Linked DNA regions of Gossypium hirsutum: region 2 is linked to region 1. The links are chromatin contacts, called in public Hi-C maps. All regions are on one chromosome and are shown on one strand. Each heading gives the region's core, a stretch centred on a gene start, on an enhancer-like site or on the middle of the called end of the contact. The rest is flanking DNA. Distances are from core to core; before and after follow the strand shown.

Region 1 (7,925 bases), core at 3,037-5,536:
GCCTAAGAAGTGCCATAAGAAAAAAGTGTGCGTTCAATAATGGTCTATGGGTTTCGTACACTCATGTGCCATTAACCGTAGTAAATTTATTTCAAACCCTAAAAAGTACATTCAACAGATGTGAACTCTTAAAAATGCTTCCAAAAGGTATAATAGTATTCAAAGTTGGTTGTAGTTCTTGGACACCATCCAACAAGAAATTAACAAAAAAAACTTGCTTGTATAACTACGAAATACACTTCACATTGTTAAAATAGATGATTGGTCAACTTTAGAGACGTGGATGTGGATTGGAGGCAGAAGCAAACCTTAGATTTGCGACAAGTAATTAGCTTTGCATGTGTCGAGTATGTAAGCATCATCCACTCAATTAATTTATTAAACAATACTTTAAAAGGAAATCGATTGTGACCAAACTAATCATGGGGCGAGCTACACCGCAGCCACATGTATAAAATATATATGGGAAATCAGGATCAAAATCTATGAGCAGTCCGAAATGTGGGTTAACAAAATCATATAATGAGAGCGTGCATGCGTCATCACCTCATCATGCTAAATGGTTATCTGGAAAGTGAGATGTTGCTAGACCAGCAACGGGGAGACTGGAGATTACTTACGATTCAACATCTTGTTTTACGATCTAGCAAAAAGCTATTGAAAAATAGTTTAAAATAAAATTATTTATATTGGAAATCACCCGTACCAATTGCCAAACGTTATGATAAGTTTCCCGTTCAAACTACTTCTACCATGATTACAGCATTCATCGTCACTCCTATAGTCCAATTTAAGTTTAATAGAGTGGAAAATACATAATTTTATGTTCATATTTTCGAGGGGATACCCAAAACAAAGATGTATAAATTCAAAAGCAACGGGGTCTGATTATGCAGATAAATAGGTATATATAAAGGCATTTGACCAATTGGTTTGATGTTAGATAGGGGTGGATGAAATTATGCACCTCACTCTCAATGACTTTGAATTCAGTATTGCCCATAAACCTTAGCTTCTGCACAAAAGCCAACTTATGCCTTCCCCCTTTTTTCAGAGTAAAAAATGTCAAAATGAAGCACCACCACTAAAAACATTACTACACTCAAATAAGAAAAAAAGGACAAGAAATTAGAGGATTGTTGACTTTATGTATGTTGTTGTGAGTGGACAAAACCTTGAGCTGCATGCTACGTGCCCAAAATAGAGTGGTGATTTCAATTAGGGAAGCTGTCACCTGTATTATTGTTGAAGAACATCTAATGTTAAAATTGGATGTTTTGTGTTAGTCTTTAATATTCCATAAATAGGTTCTAGTTGTTGGACAAACAAAAATATGAAATTGGAATCACTTCCATTTGAATTTTCAATAATTGGTTGTAATTTCCTGCTTCATTTTTTGCTTATGCTTTTCTTTTATGCTTGGTTAACACATTAATGTGAATAAATTCAAAAATTACATATATATATATATCTTATTTTTAAAATATATTTAAAAGTTTATTTAATTTTAACGAAAAATGAAATCATAGCAATAAGAATGAAAAATGATTTCTGGTACATTTTGACCAACTAAATAATTAACTAAATTATATAGTGTTTGTTATTAGTTATTTGTACTTGATCAAAAATTAATTGATTATGACAAAAAATATATGCTTAATGTTAGAGAGAGAATAACCTAACAAATATAGAATACTTACATAAAATGTTTATTTTCTTATTAGTTTTATTCATAATCATATTATCAAATACTTTCTTAGACTAACATATTATATACTATGATTTAATTTTTTGAGTTATATCATTTGTATAAAGGATTTTCTTTTTCTCAAGTATTAACAATATTTTTATATTAATTAATTTTTTAGAATTCAAAACTTATGTAGTGCAATTATAATTTATACTATCAAACATGATATAAGAAATTACGAACTCTATAAACCAAACACATTTACAAAACTTGTAAAAATTACTTAATAATTACATTTTCATCTAATCATTATATATTATTCAAACACACCCTTAATTTTGATTAATATAAAAAATATCGTTTTTATTAATCAATTGCAAACGTCAAGAATATTGATGTATTGCTTCTCTGGTAAGTTATGGTTGGGTAGTCATTAGAATAATTTGACTAAAAACAGGCACTATAAGATTATAGTTTCACTCAATTACCTTTTTGACAAAAATGTTTCTTCTTAAAAAACGTGACTATATAAATTTAGGGGTGAAGTCAGAATAATTTTGTAGGGGTCGGACGAAATTTTAATTTTTTATGGTTTATATCTTTATAATTTTAAAAGGATTAAATTAAATTTTTATAATTTTAAGGGGGTCAAAGTGCAATTTTACCTTTACTAATTTAAAATTTTTAAAAAATCTCAAGAGTCTAAATAACAATTTTACATTTTAAGGGAGGCCGAGGCCAGGGCCCTGCCAGCCCCCTAGATTTGCCCTACATAAACTGAAAATTTTCTAAAAAAGTGAAATAATTTATATTTAATTGAATTATGTAATATTATATATTATTTTTAAATAAATAATTAACTCAACAACTAAATTAAATAATTAATCAATAGAATTGCAATGAAGCTTCCATTATAGTGTGTAAAATACACACCCAAAGTATTCACATGGATTTTAGATGCATATATCTGGAATGAAATTTTAGTCAAAGATTTCGGAGCAAGGAAAAGTGTTTGTAAACTCGATAAATCAACCAACAAATGAAATAATAAATGAGATAAAAATATCAAACACAAATATTTTAAATGAAAATCTTTTTTTAAAAATGATAAAAAATTATGGGTAAAGATAATTTCACTATAATGGCAAAAAAGAATAGTACAAATATGGAGATAAAACTAAATCCCGAAACACTAAATAAGAATCCTCATAACATAAATACAAAATTCTCTGAAAGCTTGTAAAAACTAATACCTAAATGTAAAATGAGTTCAATCTTTCTAAGATAGAAAAGTGTCTATTTATAGACTAAATTCATAGGTCAAAAATATTAAAATAATCAACATTAATGACTGAAACAAATACTTGGAGTTTAACTAGGAGAAGAAAACCGAAAAAATTTCATGACACGTCGCCATGTCGTGGCATCGTTTTTGCTTCTCCCTTATATTCATCGTCACGATATCATATGGCTCCTCTTCACAGCATCGTTCTCTGTTTGTTCCATATTGATACAATATCACTTTACTTCAAAAAAAAATTTCAACCAAATGAATTTTTTTTTCGAAGAATAACTAAAATTTGAATACATAAAGTTAAAATTTCGTTAATTATTTATGTTGTTCTTCAACTACCTAAAGTATTTCTACAGCTTCATGAAGCTATAATTAACCTAAAAGCATTATATCCGATGGCTCAAAATATATTTTCAAACATTTAAAAATTATGAATATATATATATATTTGTAAAAAATACACCTTAAAGAGTTGATGATATTGGAAGAAACCCTAGCCGTCAAATTTTATTTTCTTTTGGTCGAAACTCGTCAAAGGTTGAAGAGAAATTCGTTTTTAATAGAGTTTGTATTGAAACCGCTTCTACGGGTAACAAGTAAAAAAGAACAAACATAATATAATAAATTTAATGTCCCTGAGTCTATCATTAATGACACACTGTGAGTTAAGTGTGGTTTTTAAGTAAACTATCTTAATTTCATTATATACTCTCACTTTTTCTTTTTTCTTTTTTAAATTTTACCATAAATAATATTTCGTGTACGAATTTCATATATTTTTATAAAATAATAATATAATATTTTATCATAAAAATAAAATAAAATATCATGAAAGAGTTATACAAAAATACTAATAATTTTACTTAAATATTAATTAATTATTATTAATAAATGTTAATATCTTTTGAGTTTAGAGTTTAAGAGATTGGGGTGTTGAATTTAGGGTTTTAAAATATTTGTAATAATTGATTATTATTTAAATAAAGTTATTAATATTTATTTGTAACTCTTACATCATTTTTTATTTTATTCAACAATAATAGTATATTATATTATCATTTACTTATAATAATGCAGGAAATTATTTTTTATTTTATTTCAATAATAATGTATTATGTTTTACGAAAAATTATATTATGAATGATATAAAATAATATCTCAATGTTTTACTGATGATGCAGGGCAGTCGTACGCTCCCATTTTACAACCCTATTACATGTGGATGAATTACATTTAATTGGAGCTATTACGTAATACGTAGAGAAAAAGGCTTGTGTCAGAAGGCCGGCGCCAAATTCCATTGACTTCAATCATGGTACCCATCTTGTTTCCAACTCTTTATATATATATGTGGAGGTCTATGGTTCCTTTAGGATAGACAAGTTACACATCAATTTCTCATTGTTTTCGTTCAAGCCTTCCCCTCCCAGTCTCACTCCTTCACGTAAAGTGCTACATACTTTGAAACTTAACTTATCCAAAGGAAAACCAATGGGGAGAACACCTTGCTGTGACAAAAGTGGCCTCAAGAAAGGTCCCTGGACTCCCGAGGAAGATCTTAAGCTTACTAACTATATTCAGGTTCATGGACCAGGAAACTGGCGTACTCTCCCTAAGAATGCCGGTATGCAATTATTTGATCTCTCCTCGCCTCCACTTGAATTCAATCCCTCCAGCCTCTGATCATGCTTTTATTTCAAACTGTTTAGGTCTCCAAAGATGTGGGAAGAGTTGCCGTCTCAGATGGACGAACTACCTTAGACCTGATATCAGGAGAGGAAGGTTCTCATTTGAAGAAGAAGAAACTATAATTCAACTACACGGTATCTTGGGGAACAAGTAGGTTGCCTCAGTTTGGTAATGGTTTTCATATTAATGAAGATGTTGGAATTTAGACAGTTTCCTAATTTTTGTTGTGAATATATCAGGTGGTCGGCTATTGCGGGTCAATTGCCAGGAAGGACCGATAATGAAATTAAGAATTACTGGAACACCCATATCAGGAAAAGGCTTCTAAGGAATGGGATCGATCCAGTGACACATGCTCCACGCCTTGATTTGCTTGACCTTTCTTCCATTATCAGCTCAACTTTGTGCAACCAATCTCTTCTCAATGTGTCAAACTTGTTAGGTACACAAGCTCTCCTAAATCCCCAACTGCTCAGCCTAGCAAACACCCTCTTGTCTCTAAAACAAGAAAACCCAGAAATGCTGATGCAATATCTCCAACAAAACCAACTAAATCTAGACCCCTCGTTACAAGCTCCCATTCAAACTGCTTCAGCTTGCACCACCACGTCCACCGTCCCTTGTTGTACTTCGATGCTAAGCCAAACAGGACTCATACAAGCCTCCGGAGAAGGCTTTTTGTCTTCCGATATGACGAACTTCAGCTACCCAAATTCCCAAGAAATTTTGACAACTTCCACTTTAACCAATGAATTTGCTGCGCAACCACATTACGTGCAGTGCAGCACAAATCCTACAGTTCCCATTCTGTCTGAAACTTCCAATTTCCAATCAGTGGATGGCAGCTTTGATTCGGTGAGGTCGTCGGCGATATCAAGTCCAACGCCTTTGAACTCATCATCTACATTCGTGAACAGCAGCAGTACCGATGACGAGAGAGAAAGCTTTAGCAGCTTGCTTAAGTTTGAAATACCGGAGGGCTTGGATATCAATGATTTTATGTAAATAATTTACAGCTTATAGTTTGGTTTGGACTTGTAAACTAAATGCACCATCATTGTTAATGGTTTTTGTTTATTCTTTAAAACCCCTTTTTAGTGGCTTTTGGTTTTGGTTTGTAATTTCTTTTTACTACTATGTTGATGAAAATATGAATTAGTTTTCTTTTTATTCCACCATTTTTTATTAATGGTCTATCTTTCTACTTCTCTTTTCAAAATTGAATGTATTTTAATTTTAAGCATTTGAATAAAATTGAAAATTTTAATTAATATCAGTATTCACAAGATTTTCTTTGATTATTACTCCTAAGGATTTATCTTATATCATAAAATGGATGATAACACATGTGGTTATACCTAAAAAAATAAATATTAAATCTTATTAAAATAAATAAGTACTTAGAAGTTTTTTCCCTTAATATTTGTGCAAATTATATATCTTTATTGTTAGGGGTCAATCCATATAAACAACGAGATAGCAAAAATGGAAAGGAACGAACACAAATATTTTACGTGGAAAATCATAGGCAAAGGAGGTGTCAACTTTTCACTAGATGAGTAAATAAACAAGAGTGCAATACGAAGAAAATAAACCTAAATGTACAACCTGTACATTACTCAAAATCCCGAATACAAAGCTCAAAATCCTAAATCTCATAAGGAACTCATAAAAGGGGGTATAAAATAATCTCTATAATTACCACGAAACTCTCACAAAAACTCGTATGTGATTACATCTTCTCACCCTAAAAAAACCCTTATTAATTGACCTCCCAAAAAGAGATACAATGGTCCCTTTAAATGAGCTAAGATTAGAGTTTTAATCATACTAAAATATCCCTAAAATAATTAGAGTCTAATTAGGAGAAGAAGTCCTGCTTGAAATCTAAAACGCCACTGTCAAATAGGAGAACACATCGTGACGTTGCAATGTCTCATTCACCTCATCACGACGTTGTCCATCGCGTCGTCCCAACGAGCTGGCGCTCCTCGTCCCAATATAGGGCCTGTTTTGGCCCTTCTTCGATTGCTTGTCAATTCTCGTCTAAGGTGCCTGCAAAATATCCAATAAATGCAAGGCACACCCCACATTTATTGAACCATTTGAAAAAGAAAATTTAAACAAAAAGAAAATAAAATAAAGATAAAAACATAATTGTTAAAAAAATATCTCATTTTTTCATCATTAATAATATTGATTTAGCAACCTTGTCAATGGCAACGGGATGCAATAGCGATGAGTACAAAATCATTAATAGAAGGATGTGCCAACTCATAAAAATTAGCTAGTATCTAATGCTTTAATGGTTCGATTAGGTACAACAAAATAAATACAACAAAAATCAACTATTAGAACTAAGAGGATGAACGAAAGTGATGGCATTTATTTTTATTTTCTTCTAATTAGTATTATATAACAAGCAAGCCTGCGGAAAAAAAAAGGGTTTAATACAAAGAAAAGAGTCCAAATGAGCATGGATAAACATGCAATCTATGGCACAACTTTGGCCCGGTGAGTAACCATATAACTCATGTTTCAGTTTCTATGACTTCGCAGTGTAATGGTCCTATTACGTTTGAAATAGGTTGTTCCTTCTTCACTTATTTTAATTATAGATTCATTATTATTAAAATAATTTTACTTAAATATTATATTAACCCAAATAAGATTAAACTCAGATAGTAAAATAAATTATTATATCAAAAATAATTAAATTACCCCATAAAACTTATATACTTACCGCTATCAATTAAGGAAATTTCATGATTTATTATCTAAAAAAACAGGAAACATCTTCCCTTTTTGGCAAATACATAGTGAATGATGAGGTTAAAATACTTTCTTTATTAATAAATGTTAGATGTAGTGATAAAACATATTGCATTTCTAAAATATTGTTGGAAGAGGCGACCATGAACATTAATATAAATCTTACATTAAAAAAAACAATTTTTAAAAGGAAATTATTTTATTTTATTTTGAAATTCATGTTTGTTTAAAATAAATCATTTTATTTATTGAAAAAACATTGTTTATATCTAGTCTCATAATCACTGGTTTCCTTTTCTTTTTTGATATTTTAATGTCCTAGGCTTAGAGGAATAGCAGCAACTTATCCCGAGCTCGATGGTGAGGAAACTATATAAGGGAAGTCTCTTTATTGGAAAATCATATATAGCTCACCAAACCGAATAACAAAGTACTTCATAATTTGACAAAGTCAAGCTCTTCATTATGGATGAATTACGT
Region 2 (7,925 bases), core at 4,051-6,550, 260 kb after region 1:
TTTTCAAGAATAACTACGTGAACCAACTTAGCTAGAGTTATATGTAAACCTTTTTTTCACCGAGCTGTATGATGTGGTTGCTTTGAAGCAGATATGAACTACAAAAAGATCAGTCAGTGCTGGGTGAAGATGAATTTGCATATGATCCTGATTGGCTCAAAAGACAAATTCAAAGCAATCTTGAATTCTGGTTAGGTGAACGAGAAGCCAGTTACACCCCGCAAGAAGAACGTTGGAAGTGTCGCCATTGTCAATTTGCTTCAATTTGCTCTGGAAACCCATTTCCTAAAATTCCGCGAGGCTCTTCTTCTAGCTCTGATTATGGCAGCTCTTCAAGCTAGAAATGATAGTAGACAGTTCAATCCTAAATGTATAGATTATATTTCTACATTTTTTCTTATTTACTTCTTATGTAAACATTCATAGGTTGCAAGAATTGCTGTAAAATTTGCTCCAAAAATGTATGTAGGACTAGGTGAACAATTGTTGTAATTTATACAGTTAATTGTTATTTATGAATTATACAGATTTTTATTAAAACTTGAGTTTAAGGATTTCTATATTAAATTTATTATTCATATTGAAATCGATTAGGATCTATAGATACCTAGTTTTGGCTACCGTTTTAGGAAAGTATATTACCAAGATCTTTGTTGTGTTTTCTAGCAGTTTCGAAATACTAGCATGATGTATTCTATGTTTGTTCTTTTTCCATTTCCATTTTCCACTGTATTATTCCTTTTGTGTGTGGCTATATTGAATTAACAACATTGACTCATTTTTCTCCTAATTGTTGCCTTCTTTCATCTAGAATAAAGACAATATGCTACTAAGCCCTTTAATATGAATTATGACTATATATTAGCAGGAAGTTTTTGCTTCACACCATAATATAAACTCTGATTCTTAAATCTCTAGTTTGATACATATTTTATTTGATGAGTCAAGGTTGCTCAAACTATGAATATGGATAGTTAACAAGTACACGATAGCCACTGTGTCCGAAACCATGATGCTTGTGCTAATTACCCTCCTAGGAATTAAGGTAAGTGTAAGCTATATTCACTGCCAAATATAGACATCATGCATTTGCTTTTAGCATATTGTTTTCTAGGCTCATGAACTCATTCAGAATGAAATGCTCTTACTTAGAGTAGCAACAACTAAAGTATGGCCTGGGCCTGTGAACAGCTTATCGTTGAGTCAGGTAAGAAAAATATGTTCTCCTGGTCATCACTAATTTCTTGTATAAATCGTGGAATAGGGGCAGGCTTACATCCATAACCCCTTCCAGGATTTGAACTACTCCACCAATCGATGGCCTTTGGATTTCAGATCTTGGATACACGAACAAGCTACTTTACATGTTCCTGAGAGTTCTTCTAAATTGGCATCTCCATTCAGTCTGCTATCTAAGAGTTTGAGGAGATCCGTGCGTTCAATCAATTGTCTAGCAACCCAAACTGGAAAGAATGCACCTTCTTCATCAATTGTGTGTTGGCAGTTTCTCCTTTTTGATAGAAGTTCCAAAAGCATCATTCCAAAGCTGTAAACATCAGCTTTGTCTGTTTATTTAATCTAAGCTTACTACCCGGGAGCCAGGTGTCCGTTGGATGATCAAAACTTTGCCACAATATTGCCGATGAATTCAGATAGTCTTTCAAAACAAGATTCCCATCATCTAAAAGAACTGCTACTATAGAACTTGAGATGGCTGAGCCTGAGCCTGAGCCTGGGCTAACATTTGTAGACCTATTGGCACTTGAGACTCATTGAACAGAACTAAGTTACCATCAGAGATTTTCAAAACCGATGAATATATATCATGGATAGGTTTATCCCTGTTTGCAACCCAAGCTATAGTGAGCGGGGACACTTTTTTGAACCACATCTCTATATAATAGTTGGAAGACATTCCTGGTCTGAAGAAACCAAGCTGGAAGACTCCAGCTGAATCAATGGTTTTATAACCAGAAAGAGATTGGTTTCTGGAGATGGTATCAACTGCAAAGCAGACTTGGGTTCGTAAAGACAAACACATGAGCAATAACAACACTGAAAACATGAACCAGGCGTCCACTAACTTCCTTGGTCTTCATAGCTACAACTGCAAGATAATTCACAGCGGTGGCTACAACAACAGTAATATTTATTGAAGAAAATGCGATACGTATAAAATATATATATTGCAATTCAATAATAAGACCGGCAACTCGCAAGTAAGCTCTAGCATCGGTCACATTACGGGATGGGTGAATTCAAAGCTTATCCAATGGTTTAGATTACGTATTACTATTAGTTACACTATAATACGTCTCTTAATTTGCTTCAAGAAACTATAATAAAATTTTGATGAAGATTTTTATATTAATTGTTTCAATGCATGATTGATATAAGAAGTAAATTTTGATTGTTGTCACTAAATTACCGATACAAACCAATGTCTCAGATGTTACACAATTTATCACTAAAAAATAAGGTAACAAACAATTATACTTAAAACAAAGCTTTATAACCATAGAAACATGCATACCATGTTACATTTATATATCGCATGCTATGAAGCAATGCTTCGCTCAAATTATGCAAGCAACATGCTCCAATCTCCATAAAGAAAGCAACTATTAATAGGAATGGCTTGCGAATTAGAAAAATAATGTAAAAACAGCTCTGAAATTACAACATATATACACATGATGAAACCAAACTACCCTAACTTATTTCCGGAAAATGTTTTTCAAGATTCATGAACTCATTGATGATGTGTTACTCTTAGCCTGAGAAGACGCAGTTGAGGTGTAGCTCGGTGTCTGTGAACTCTGGTTCGAAGATGACTCTGTGAAGAAGACTACATGGTCCGAATTGTCCCCAAACACTTGTAGAAACCTCGGAATTGGAGGCAGGTTCACATCCAAAACACCCTCCAGGATCTGAACTACTTGACCCATTGATGGCCTGCGAGCTTCATCATCTTGCACACACCAACAAGCCACTTTACATATTCTTGATAGCTCTTCTTCAGGGGCATCTCTATTCAATTGGGGGTCTAATAGGGTAAGCACATCATCGTCTTGGGTCATTACGCTAGCAGCCAAAGTCGGAAAGAATCTAACTTTGCCATCTTCAGATTGTTCAGAGTTTCTCCTTCCTGACACAAACTCAAACAACATCATCCCGTAGCTGTAGACATCAGCTTTAGCTGTAACCGGGACTCCTGAAATCCACTCGGGTGCAAGATAGCCCCTTGTCCCTCTCATAGTTGTCAGGACCCTGCTGAAGTCCCGCCCAATAAGCTTTGCCAGGCCAAAATCTGCGACTTTGGGACAGAATTCAGCATCCAAGAGAATGTTCTCTGGCTTGATGTCACAGTGAATAATACAATCTCTGCACTTCTCATGAAGATAAGCTAAGCCTCTAGCCGTACCAAGTGCAATCTGGTACCTTGTTTTCCACGTTAAAGCTTTAGATTTCTCTTCATGGAAAAGATGGGCATCCAAAGAACCATTTGGCATGTAATCATACACCAACAGCTTCCTTGTACCTTCAGAGCAGAACCCTCGAAGCCGCGCTAGATTAACATGCTGGATCGTCCCAATTGTGCTGACCTCTGTGCGGAACTGCTTCTCTCCCTGATTGATGCTCTCAAGCTGCTTCACAGCGATGACACTCGAATCTGGCAACGTTCCTTTGAAAACAGAACCAAAGCCTCCTCCCCCAAGCTTTTCAGAGAAATTCTTGGTTGCACTCTGTAAATCCCTATATCCGAAAGCTAGAAGCGAGCCTTCAACAGCTTTCGGGTTTATCGTTGTCCGCCGCCTCCATCTCCAGATTCCAAATATTACAAGGACCAGGACTAAACTCACCGACCCTGCAGCTGCTCCAATAATGATTCCATTATTGTTGCTGGAACTGGAAAATTCAGATGCCGCTAATCGGAGATATAGAGTTTTGCCATCGCTAGCATCATCCGCAAGTTGTTGCAGATCCAAGAGTTGGCCTATCCAAATTCTACACCCATCACTGTCATAAGCATAAGCAGTGCAAGAGCAATTCTGAAGGCAGGTTGATTCACATTCCGATATGCTCGTAGCGGTCATAGGCTGAGCATTTTGAGGCAATTTCACGTTGGGGCTTGTTAGAAATTTATCAGGCTTTCCATTAGTAAGGGTGCGATTCTCCTCACACTGCAGCTTGGTTGTCCTTTCACACCCATCAGAAAAATCGCTCAGATTCCAAGCGGATTGCGACTTTTGATGGAAACCTCTCAAACAATTACAGAAAGGCAAACCTCCCTCGGTGCAGCTGCCAAAAGCCCCACAATAAGCATAAACCTGGCATTGTTGTCTCGGCTGTGACCAAAACAAATTCCACTCCTTGCTACCTTCCAACCAAGACAGTTGCTTAATCTGCCCCGAAATATCCATAACAAATCGAGATATGGTATCAGGATTATAAAGCGAATAAGTAAAATAACTCTCGTTTTCGTCTGAATGAAAGCTGAAGTTGTAGATATAATTCAATCTCATTTCTGGAACTAAAGTGAAAATCCTTGCTTGTTCATCCCAAGGTCCACTCGTCCAGTATTGTCTGGTCCTATTCCACAGAATCAAATATTGATTGGTTCCTTCGGGATCTAGCTCCAGAGAGAAGAGACCCGGCGCAGGATCTTCTGAATTTTTCCATGAAATAAGAAGTTGACTTTGATTGGTTCGTTTATTTAAGCTAATCTTACCACCGGGAAGCCATGTGTGTGTGGGATGATCCAAACTTTGCCACAAAGGTGTTGTTGAATTGGGACCATCTCTTAGAACAAGATTCCCACTATCTTCAAGGACTGCTACTACAGAACTTGAGCTGCTTGAGCTAATATTGGTGGACCAAATTGGTACTTTGGACTCGTTGAACAAAACCAAGTTACCATCAGATAATTTTAGTTCTGAAGATTGTGTATCACGGACTGGTGTCTCCCTGTTTGCAACCCAAACTGGGGTCTGTTCAGAGACCTTGCCGCCGTACCATATGCCTATGTAGTAGTTGGAAGACTTACCTGGTGTGAAGAAGCCCAACACGAAGTTTCCACCCAATGAAACAATGGTCTGATTACCGGAGAGAGACCGATTTGCTGAGATGGTGTCTGCCCCTAAGGAGAGTTGGCTATTGAAAGAAAACCACATAAAGACTAGTACAGAAAGCTTGAGCCATGGCTCCATGGTTGTAAGAGGATTTCGTGGCAGGGGAAAACACAGATATTTCAGAGGACAATTCAAAAGGCTATTTAAAACACGAGACAAAACATGTCGTGAGGAATTAATGGCTGCTATGGGGGGTAGTTTTATTGTTGCATCTCAATCAAAGCTAGTGGAAAAGACAAGTATGGCCTTTGTTTTTTTCCTTACAGAACATGGGCATTTTAGTAACCTCGTATCGAAACAGCAGTGCCTTTCGACTACAGCTATGAGCTATTAATCATTCTCGGTCATCGATAATACAAATCGAGGAGGAAAGTCAAAGGAATAGGTTGTTTTGAAAAGGTCAACTGGACCGCGTAGCACTTCTTCCCCCCTCTTTCATATACTTATGATTTACTCCAGTGCTGTTCGTTGGTTTTACACCTGCAAAGCTTACCTCTGTCTACCTTAAATCCAAGTGCTTCAATATATGATGACAATTTAGATTTATATAATTTAATTTACTTATTAAATTCGGAAATTATTAAAATAGTAATTCTATATGAATTATAAAAACTCATGAAGTTAGATTTTATCCAAAAAAAAAAAAAGATTAACGGAACTCCATTAGACCTGCTGTCGGCTTCTCTAAAATATCTAGATAAACATGAATTATTTATTAAAAATAAACAAATATCCTTGAGTAAATTTTTTAACACTCTTCAAATAAAGTTGGATTAATATATTACTTATCTTCGAAGTTACCTAATTATTATTTTTGATATTTAAGAATTTTTATATCAATTTAGTACTTAAACTTTTATATCAGTTTGTCCTAACCATTAATGCCATTAAAGAAAAAAAAAGGTGGCGTGAAGCACTCTCATACAAATGCTTAATTGTTTTTTGTAAAATAATTTTTTTTTAATTTCTAGAAATTTTATATAACTTTCCATATATTTAAGATTTTTTTGAATTTGTTTGACAATTTTTTTATATTTTCTCTCTTTTCTTGTGTTTTGTGTATTTAGAAAATAAAAATATATTGTAAATAATTGACAATGAATATCTATAACCCCATTAAACTTTTATTAAAGTGATAAGATAAAATTCTCTAGTTCATTTATAAATATGAGAGTAACCTAGATGTTTCAATGAAACACTTAAGGCACATTTGCTTCATTGAATGTAAATAAACTTATAAATAAAGTTCATTGTAAGTGAAATTTGAATACGAGAAAAATTCTCCTAAACTTTTCATTTACCTTTTACTATTTACTATTGTTTTCTTAATTTTTTTATAACACATTATCAATATGACTATTTTTTTATTGGTATTATATAGAAAGTAAAGTTTGATCCTACATACAAATAACTATTAAGACTTATAAACCACCATTAGGTTTTCAGTATTAAACAATTTAAAAAGAACAAAGTTGGTCAATTTTATAGGTATCACTTCTTATTCTAATTTCTTAAATTTGCGGCTCTTCACATATTAGGCAAGAACTATTTGTCATGGGCGTTAGATGCTGAAATTCACTTAGGTCTTGGGAATATAATTACCCAAGGTAATGAGGCGTCTAAACAAGATAAAGCCCAAGCTATGATTCTCCTTTATCATCATCTTCATGAACGTTTGAAAACAAAATATTTAACTATAAAAGATCCACTTGAATTGTGGTATAGTTTAAAAGAAAGATATTAACATCAGAAAACGATAATTTAAGATAAAATAATGAGTATAATAATGAGTATAATACTGCAATATTTAAGATAAGTTCTCAATTAAAATTATGTGAAGAAAAAATAACTGATGAGGACTGATTGGAGAAAATTTTCTCAACTTTTCACGCATCTAATGTGCTCATTCAGTAGCAATATAGTGAAAAAGGGTTTTAAGAAATACTCAAAACTAATCCCATACCTTTTGATGGCTGAGCAAAATAATGAGTTGTTAATGAAAAATCATGAAAGTCGCCTTATTTATTTTGCTCTATTTCCAAAAGTGAATGTGGCAATACACATTAATTATATAAATGAAAGAAATCGCAATTGTGTTCATAGTCGTGGTCGTGCCTATGGCCATGGATGTGGTCGAGGACACTATAATTATCGTTACCAAGGTGCTAATAATTATTATGACTACCAACATAAAAATAAAAGAGAAAAGAAAGAGAAAGATGATTGTCCAAGCAATCCTTCAAAAGGCATTGAATATTTGTGACATCGATGTAGTCTGAACGGGAATTGTTCATGTACCTACTGTATGTCTGAACATCTTCTAAAGCTTTATCAAGCCTCCATCCAAAGGAAAAGAAAGAATATTGAAAAAAATTTGGCATACCTAAATGATAATGTAGAGGCTAATCTTGCTCACAATGATGATGGTTTTAAAAACTTTGTTGATATAACCCATTTTGATGTAGAGGATTTCTCTAAGACTAGAAATCAAGAATTTTAAAATATATAATAATATTTTATATTTCTTTAATGATTTTATAATTCTTGTTATTCATGTTTGTGTGACTTTAGTATGTTTTGTTATAATTTTTGAGTATTTATAATATCTCTTATGATGTGTTTTGTTTTAATGAAAAATATGGATCTTATGGTTGAGACCAAAATCAAGAATGAAAACACATGTCTTGTAGATAGTGTTACAATGCATGCTATACTTAACGATAGAAGATATATATATTTTCATTTAATTGCAAGCAATAAAAATGTCAACACTATATCTAGTAGTACAAAATT

What was found. Hi-C and Micro-C count contacts between places; a contact is called where the count stands out from the background.
Region 2: a Hi-C map of seedling shows a contact between it and region 1, with 2.5 times the contacts expected there. The contact joins the promoter of LOC107886677 here to the promoter of LOC107888113 in region 1. A contact is called at or near these places in 4 of 34 Hi-C or Micro-C datasets (hypocotyl, leaf and seedling).

What each region holds. Positions count from the first base shown.
Region 1 is chrA03:106,598,169-106,606,093 of Gossypium_hirsutum_v2.1, forward strand. LOC107888113 (transcription factor MYB41) reads left to right here and starts at 4,287. Exons shown (of 3, transcript XM_016812261.2): 1 at 4,287-4,608; 2 at 4,694-4,823; 3 at 4,913-5,848. The coding sequence starts at 4,476. The coding sequence ends at 5,678.
Region 2 is chrA03:106,860,616-106,868,540 of Gossypium_hirsutum_v2.1, forward strand. LOC107886677 (G-type lectin S-receptor-like serine/threonine-protein kinase At2g19130) reads right to left here and starts at 5,301. Exons shown (of 1, transcript XM_016810722.2): 1 at 2,494-5,301. The coding sequence starts at 5,210. The coding sequence ends at 2,745. LOC107886678 (exonuclease V, chloroplastic) reads left to right here. Exons shown (of 6, transcript XM_041101092.1): 6 at 92-540. The coding sequence ends at 97.